Regions from separate parts of the Anser cygnoides genome. Here region 2 is linked to region 1. A link is a contact called in public Hi-C data. All regions are on one chromosome and are shown on one strand. The core of a region is the stretch at or near the end of the contact, and the rest is flanking DNA. Distances in the headings are between cores, read along the strand shown.

Region 1 (4,632 bases), core at 1,189-3,688:
GATTTTGCACAATCTAACTCCTTGATAGGGCTTGCCACTAGTTGCTCTAAGTGACTGAAATGGTATGTTTGGATAGTGCACAATGGGAATTCTTATCATTTAATAACACTGATAAAAGTTTGAATAGGTGAAACAGTGATAAGATGAAAGGATGTGAAGGATGTGTATACTAAATAAACAGAAAGCAAAACCAAACAAAATCTGGTCACCTATTGACTATCTGAAAGCTATATTCTAAACCAGCTCCAAGTCGGTGATTTTTAAGCCTTTGATTTGTGGACATCTACAACATTCTCCAGTTTAGATACAGATCCCAGCAGACTCACAGTCTCCTGACACTGGACTTTCCTAGTAGCCTGAGCAGATGTCTCAGAAGAAACCTGCAGATGCCTACTCAACTAATGACAGGCATCTGATGCTCAGCAACAGCAACTAGCTGCAGATACAGCACCGTTCACTCTGTGGATCCACTCCCTCCATTTGCTGCTGCCTTTCCCACATCCTAACCCTTCACCTCACCAAACGTTATTTTTATTTTGATCTTGATTCACATCAAGGGCCCAATTCTGGAGACTTTTATGTGCTTGCTTACCTTTACTACCAAAAGCGTACAGAAATCAATGCTCATCTTTGTCACCAAAACCATACAGCACACAGTGGTTGAGAAGTTAAGGACAAGCACGGGCTTTCTGCAGACTGACCAGTTCATACATTTTTCCTTACAGGATGTGCAAAGCTTTATTTATAAAGCACATGTGCACCGATGGAACAACTTTAAACAACATACTGTCTCAGCTGGCATTGCCACATGATGATTTGAAAGGGAACGTGGGGTGGCATGGACCTTAATCTTCCTCACAGCTACTGAACCTGCTAAGTCTGATTAACGGTCTGGGTTCGTGCTACATGTTAAGGGTTTAATAAGAATTTAAAGAATTCTTTTACAGTAAGGAAAAAAGGCAGAACAGACTCCCAGGTGAGATGTCACAGACAAGTCACATTGACTTAAGTAACAACCTGCCCTCAAACACAACAGAAAGCCACCCAGTACCTGTGATTCCATGACAGAATTTGACAGGACACAGCCAACTTGGTTGTGGAAAATGAATATATGATGGCTTTTGCAACAGAGATTTTAAGTGTGAAAGTCTGTAGAAGAGAATTCAAACAATAATTCCTACATGATAGCCACAGCCAGGATCTCCCTGGCACTAGGTGATTACAATATTTATCTGGAGCTCGACTCCCATTTATAGCGAAGTCCCCAGGCATCCATCACAGATTATGACTGAAAAACAGAAAAACCACCTACATCACCAGTTCCTGCCGAAGCAACCCCACAGCATGCCAACACAATACGCCCAGCTCAAATTTACTTACACACCGAACCTCAACAGGAGAACAACTCCCTCTCCAGAACCACCTTGGAGGCTTAGAGAGATCTTTTTAAAACCCCAGCCTCTAAACCCGTCACAAGTTCAACCCCTTAAAATAGACACGGCAAGCTGCCACCGTGCCCTGGCGCAGCCGGCGTGCGGCGAGGCGCGCAGCACAGCCGGATGCTCTCCAGCCACAGGGAGGGCTCCAGATTCCCCTCCCAAGGTCCCTATTATATATATATATATATATATATTCACATGTGTATGTGTATATATATATGTGTATATATATATCTACATGTATATATATGTGTGTGTGTGTATATATCTGTGTATATATATATACATGTGAGTATATATATATATGAGTATATATCTGTGTATATATATCTGTATATATATCTGTGTATATATATATATACATGTGAGTATATATGTGTGTATATATATTTGTATATATGTGTGTGTATATGTGAGTATATATATGTGTGTGTATATATATGTGTATACATATGTGAGTGTATATATGTGTGAGTGTATATATATAGTGTGCATATATATACGTGTGTATATATGTGTGTGTATGTATGTATGTGTGTGTGTGTGTATATATATATGTGTGCGTATATATATATCTATCTATATATCTATATTCGGAGGGTGTTAGTTCCAAAGCCAACCAAATAAATGAGCCCTCACGCCGAGGAGAGGCACGCACACTTACCACGGCTCCGTCCTCGCTCCGACCAACCTGCCGCACAGCCGCTTTTTAAGCTCCGGGCAGCGGCGGAGCGGAGCCGCCGCTTTCGCCGCCGTCCCCCCGGGGGAGGCAGCGCCCGACCCCCGCCGCGCCCCCACCTGTCCCCGGTCCGTGCCGAGCCCCCGGGGCTGCCGTGCCCCCTTCGCCCGCTCACCCGCCGCCGCCTCGCCCTGCCCTGCCCGGCCGCCGCCTCATGCCGCGGGGCTGCCCGGCGGCGCGCTCCCGGGCGGCCCAGCTCCGGCGGGCAGCAGTGCGCAGCGCCGACAGGAAGGAGGGAGGGAGGGAAGCGGGGAGGGAGAGAGGGAGGGAGCGATGGAGGCAGGCGGCGGGCAGAGGGAGGAGAGGGCCTGGCGGTCTGCCCGCGGGAGGAGCCTCGGCCGCGCACCGCCCGGCGCCGCGGCTGCCCGGGATGGCGGCGGCACCCCCCGGGCCTGCCCCCCGGGGACGGCGCCCCCCGGGCTCAGCGCGCCGCCGCCGCCGCGGGGCTGAGGGGCGGCCGCGGGCCCTGAGGCGAGCTCAGCGCCGCGTCCTGGTCGCTGCGCCGCCGCTGGGGATGCTTGGGAGGCCGGTGGTTTCCGCCGGGTCCCCGGCGGGCTGTTGGGAGCGGGCTGCGGGGGCTGGTGGAGTCACGGGTCTGGCCTGATCGTCCCCGGTCCCCGCCGGGACGAGGCCAAACGCCCGGCTAAGGAAAGGGCTCTGGATGTCCCCGGCACCGCCAGCCCTCCGGGGCACGAAGCGGTGGGCCCAGGGCACGGAGTGCGGGAGGCGTTCGACTCATTTTATCTTGTATTTGCCTCTAGTCTTTGAGGTCTGGGGCTCGACCTCCAACATTTCTTTGAAGCCACAACAGTTACGTGCCAGCCTCTCTTTTAAATTAAACTTGAAATCCTCACAATCCCACAGTCTCAAGAGTCAGGCAATTAAAAAAATATATACCACGAGGCCCATAAAATCAGAAGAGTTGGCAGGCCTGTGGCTCCTCTTTTGTTCCCCAGTAAACCACAGCAAGACCAGGAGAAAAAGTAACTGTTCAGTTTTCCCTGCATTTTTCTGCCTACATTTTCCTACGGAGGTTTCCCAAGTTGTCGTAGATTGTTTTTCTCAGAATGTAGGTAATAAAGAACTGTGTATGCTTGCACAGAGGTCCTGGACCAGGCTTGTATCCTGTCTTGACTATGTAGATGGATTTCAGGTCCTCAAAGCCACAGCCTCCTGCCATCCTCCACGTTCCCTGCTCAGGCTAAGTGAATATAGGCTGTTTTGTAGAGTTGAAATCTTGCATCCTTGCCTTCACTTTCCAGTGTTTTCACTTGTGCAAAGACAATTGAAGCTTCAGTAGACCAGAGCAAGAGAAGCATGAACCTTGTGGTTAGGTCTCTTCTGCCTCAAGAGCATGCTTGACTTCGGGCCTTGTATCCTGAGGCAGTTGTCTATCCGTTGACCTGCGTCACCTTCTTAAGAGGAAGCATTGAGTCTCCTTATACACATACTGTTCTTGAGAAAGAAGGGTTGGAGAGAAGCCCTGGGCTGTGCATTCCAAGCAGAAGATGATGTTTCCTCCTGACATAGCCTGAAACATGTAAAACTCCAAGGACAGAGAGACTTTTGGAGAGTTCTCTCCTTAGTGGTCTTCTAACCAGTAGGTTTAAGCAGTTACCTTCTAGCATGTCAGTCAGGTCTTCACAGTCCCAAATGTCTCCCCACTGGAAAGGCCTGCTGGATGCCTAATTCTGTGGTCTGAACTTTGCTGTGCAGTTCAGGCACCAAGAGATTTGATATGTCAGCTGCCTAAGACCATTTCTGCATTTAATTCCTTGTTCCTGTTCTAACCCTGAAGTCCTCCTGGCCTCTTTCCACGTTACAGCAGCCAGGGCTGGGAATGTCCTTAGCACCAGAAGGCCTGGGGAGAAGAAGGTGGCCATTTCACTGCTCTGACACATCCGAGGGAGGAGTGCCTCTGCCTTTCTGCCGTTTCAGATCTCAGGAACTGAAGCCTGGTGTCTTCCCAAAGTCTGCATCCAAGGCTGGGAAGGACACAGCTCGTGCCTGTGCTGTGGAGACTGCTCCAAAAATGCAGGTTTCCATCGATGAAAGGGACACAAGGACTCTCTTTTGAAGGCACTGAAAATGTCAAATGAAATTGTACCACCTTTCTTTTCTGCAGCTCATGTTACTTTCCCCTTAGTAATGGCTCACAGGCGTTTCACTTGGCAGGAAGCCCTGCTGATCAAGGAATGTGTACTAGAAGTAATTGCAGAAGATCTGGCCCATTTTGTGTAAGACAAAATCAAACGGTATTCATTTTTACTATTTTCTCTTACTGATTAGCAAGGCAGCTTCCCTGTAATTTACAGGCATTCTGTACAGGAACTGGGTAAAGAGGTGTTCAGTTTTTTAGAGCAGGAAAATGTGACTGTGAAATGAGAAGGAGCTGCCAGGAGAAATCAGAGGCAGGGGTAGTTCCTGAAGTTATTTTAAGGCTTTGGTATTGTA
Region 2 (4,632 bases), core at 586-3,085, 310 kb after region 1:
CAAGCCAACCATCCTCATTGATTTATTGTTGATCTGTGCATTAAAATATAGAGCTATTCAATCCATCATTTAAAAAACTGATGACTTGAGAAAGAGGGTTGGTCTGATAGTTAGAACTGACCAACAAAGAAGTCATGGCTCCCTTGTAACTGAAGCCATGATAGCATTACATGACAGTAAACTTAAACAGGTTCCCCAGGGGCATAGTCAGAGCACCAAACTTGTCGGAGTTTAAGAAGCTTTTGGACTGTTTTGGACTGTGCTCTTAGTCATATGGTCTGAATTTTTGGGTAGACCTATGTGGTGCCAGGAGGTGGACTTGATGATACTCGGGATATTCTATGATACAACAACTGTGGCTGCTAGTGCCATCTTGCAGCTGCATGGTCTGGCCCACGTTGCCTGCTCCAGAAGCTGTAATAGTCTTATCTTCTGGCTGGATTATTTCTAGATGAATATATCAAAGCTGTGCTCTAATTAGATCTGGATGCCCAATTAACCATCATCAAAAAGAAGGGAGAAACATAAAGCCTTATGGTTTTGAAGGCTCTTTTTGCAAAGTCTGTTCGGGTATTTCAAGCATCAATAGCAGTATCCAGCCTCAGGCCTAGACACTCATGCAAGAAGCAACATTTTTTTTTTTTTTTATACAGCATTCATGTCATCACAAAACACTTCACATACCACAATTTAAGTCTTAAAGCAGGCAGACCTTGATTCGTTCTTAATGTACATTTGGCTATTAAGACTTACATTCTTACACCACTTAGTACTGGCTATTCTCATAAGTGAGACATAGACTAGTCAGAGCTATTTCTCGTTGTGTAGCTATTCAGTTGTTTTCAAATGATATTTTCATAGAGACTGAGCCTGCAGTCCTCCTCCTTCTAGTGATGTTTATACTGAAAACCAAAGGCTATATTTCCAAAGAATTAGAGATGTGCAGTCTAGGAGACTTGAGATATTAATATAAATACTATCAGCATAAAATTGTGCATATAATAATATAATGATTGAGATCGTACTATATTTTCACACTCAGCACATAATGGAAAAAAGCTGCTTGAGCTCCACCCTCACTATAAGAATATAAGAGTAAGAATATAGCTTCAACAGCTATCAATGTAATTGATGGCAAAATAAGTGAAGTGGATAAACCATTTTAACTTCTTGAAAAAAAAAAATCTTCAAGGAAAGAAGTTCCCGATTTCACCAAATATATAAGCAAGCTGCCAGTGGAAATGTTTACATTGGTGGCTTATGCTATGTTGGAGAAAAATAATAGCACAGACAGCTATAGAAAACTGAAGACACTTACCTTCTGCTTTCTCCCGAAAGTGAGGCAAACACCTCTAAACTGCATAATATGAATATTAGCTGCAGGACAACATGCATGCTTCTCATTTTGTATCTGAGTAGGAAAGAAATGCTGAAACTGAATTTGCAAACTCTTTATTTGTTCTGTTTGTTATTTATTACCAAGAGGAGAACAAAAAAAGGCAGCACTTACTGAAAAATGCAAGTTGCTAGCCAAAACTGACTTACGGTAAGTGCTCTAAAGTCCACTTTTCAGAAAGTTTGGCTTTTTCCTCTATGGAGATTGGGAAATAGTATAAAGTAGTTTCACGATGAAAGAGCATTTACTAGTATCTTTTAAATATAGGGAAGATGTTTTCCATTCAATTAAAATAAATTAACTGCCTAGTAACAGCAATCATAGTGACTTACATAAGGAACAAGTAGTTCCTAAAGCAGAGCTGTTTACAAGGGTAAATTCAGTTTCATTCAGTTTCTAACATGTTTGGAATTCTTATTTGTTGCATTTGAGGAAAAAAAAGTCCTAACATTCCTCCCTCCACTCCCACCCCCTAATGCCAATATAAAAGAGCAACACAATTTTTTTTGATGTTTTGAAGTAGGCTTCTACTTCTCACTCTCTCACCAAAACCCCAAACACAAGCTACTCTTTAGAAGGCCATTCTTATTCAGCAGTTTTTTATAACCCAGATTTAAGGCACTGTGTGCTGGACAGAGCCACAGAACAGAAGTAACACATAGATAACCTGGTTTTTAGCAGTTAAGCATTACTTAAGCATTTGGACTCAAACCTTAAATAATCTAGTACAAGGTTATTCTGCAATACCATGGATAATAAATACTTTTCCCCCCTGTTCCCATTTTATTTTTTTTATTTTATTTTATTATTTTTTTAAGGTTGAATAGGAGTGGCAGGTTTTTTGTTTTTTTTTTTTTTTTTTTTTATAACCCATGCTTGACTTGGGACAATCTCTATGAAGAAATCTTATGCAGCATCGATCCAGCTTGATGAGTCCAGTTACATTAGTTTGTTGAACATGAAAGCCAGACCATGACACAGACACTTGTACTGTTTCATCATACCTGCTTCAGTTGATGTTAAATATACCACCAAGTTCATGGTTCTTTAAAACAGAAACTAAGTCATAGCAAATGTCCATTCAAACTTAACTAGCAGACCAGCAATCATCTTTGACCAGACTGGAAGAGGTTCTTCTAACTTAGTGATTATCCCGACAAGTATTGTCAAGCTCCAGCTAGAACTGTTAATTTTAGCTTGAACAGCAAATAGTCATTTAGATACTTAGTTCAAACTATGCTGGTAAATATATCCCTTCTCTTAAGCAAGGAGAGAGAACACTTTTGTTTTAGATTAGATGGTATTTTTGAATACTAAATCACATGTTGCTATGCAGGAAAAAAAAGATTCATAAGACCTATATTTCAAGCTGGATACCAACTCCCTTCCAAAGGAGTTGTTTTCAATCCCAATCAACTGGTATTGGCAGAAGCGAGTAACCACCTATTCTATTGTAGTCAGCCTGACTTTTTTGCTGAATGTTACAGGTCTGTCTCCAGTACCAAAGGTGAATCTAAGACAGTAGCTTTCTGACAGATTTGTTCTTGTTAGCCATCTGCATTAATTGTAAAGTGAGCTAGATCTTTTCTCCCTTCCTATTTAGTTTTCCCTGAAGGAGTTTTGTCTATTTCAACTACTTTGCAAGTGGCCTAATTAAATTACACTACATTTAGAAGCTTAATTCATTCATGTCTACAGCTTCCATGGTCCTAGAGAATCAAGCAAGAAAGCATCTTCATTAGCAGAAAACAATTTACCAAGTCAGTTGAAAATTTTATATTTTGTGTTGAGCAGGCCTGAAGCTACAGAAAGACCTAGGACCCTGCTGTCAGACAGCCAGTGTAAGAACCGAACTGGAGACAAACAGTTTTTAGCAGGCTCTGAAATCCTAGAATCAACTGAGGCGCAAGATTGAGTTCTAAGGACAGAATTAACAGCCACACAGATATTAGTTTGCTATGAAGAGTTGCTTCTTTTTAATGTCATTAGGTAACATCACTTGAGATACTACAATTATATAACAGTGTAATATCCGTAAGTTTCTACATTTCCAGTTTGAGACAAATACTTAAGTTCATAGCTTTTTTGCATTACAGAAAGTGCAAGAGAGATTTATATACACTTGCATGACTGACTGAAGTGGGTACTAAGGCTCTCTCCAAGCTGATTTTCTTAGCTTTCCAGTTCAGCAAACACTTAGACATTTGATTTAACAATACTGTTTCAAGTTTATGCTTAGTATTAACAGAAAAAACTCAGATATCAGCATTCACCACTGGCCAAGAACATAGCTGTTACAATTGGTCATAACTGACTGATTTAAAGGTCTGTTAGTAAAGAGGTTCTTTAGAAAAGGCACATTTAAGAGATGGAGGGCTACCTCACATTAATAGCACAGAGCTGGTGCATCTGTTCACAAGGAATCTAGGCATGGATTGAAGCCATGATTGTCTTTTTGCTTTCTGACATACTGGGAACATGTCATGCTACACCATGTGTGAACTTAAACTGAGCAACACTGGGGACATTCACTGAGATATAAGCAAGAAGCCTATCTGCTTGTTCCACTTGTCTGCCAAGCCACCTTAATTTTAAAAAAGTGATCTAGTAGATTTCCCTCCCTGAATAAGCCATGTTAGCACCAAAACAACAGTTAGTGTCAATGACTAGCTCAGTGTTCAAGAAGTGTTTTGTCTTATCTGACCCTACACTGTAGACCTCTAGTACTCAGGACTCCAGCAATTCTGTTACAGACCCCACAGTTCATCCTTTTATTACATTTCTGTGGCAGAATGTTACTTGTACCATTAGTTAAGTGGACAAGTATTCTATTTCTCCTCCAGCCATACAATTTACATTTCTGTGGCTTAGAGACCAAGTCATATGTCCAGTCACCAATTAGAAATGAGTAGTATCCACTAACTTTACAACTGGCTGCTGTTGTGGTAACATGCAAATGACCTAGTTGTTTAAAGTGTGGAGTTAGCTACTAATTCAATTCCCTTATGTGAAGGCAGCATTTCTTCCCCAGGTACATTCAGTTCCTATATTTCAGGACAGTAAGTGCTGCAGAAAAAGGAAGTAAGGTGACCATGTTTACAAGACACATGACTTAGCATCACTAAGCTCTTCCATGGAATATTGCAAGACTAAAGTAAAACTAAACATCCAGCAATTTGAGTTTGGGTCTCCAGGCTGTGTAGAACTTTCTATTTGCTTTGCCCTGAATTACCATC

The links. Hi-C and Micro-C count contacts between places; a contact is called where the count stands out from the background.
Region 2: a Hi-C map of liver shows a contact between it and region 1, with 8 times the contacts expected there. The contact joins the promoter of C9 here to the promoter of LOC106036329 in region 1. A contact is called at or near these places in 2 of 7 Hi-C or Micro-C datasets (both in liver).

The regions. Positions count from the first base shown.
Region 1 is chrZ:67,505,327-67,509,958 of Taihu_goose_T2T_genome, forward strand. It overlaps LOC106036329 (LIF receptor subunit alpha), which reads right to left and starts at 2,439. Exons shown (of 21, transcript XM_066988901.1): 1 at 2,294-2,439.
Region 2 is chrZ:67,817,955-67,822,586 of Taihu_goose_T2T_genome, forward strand. C9 (complement C9) reads right to left here and starts at 1,836. Exons shown (of 12, transcript XM_066987688.1): 1 at 1,319-1,836. The coding sequence starts at 1,404. DAB2 (DAB adaptor protein 2) reads right to left here. Exons shown (of 16, transcript XM_048048447.2): 16 at 3,345-4,632.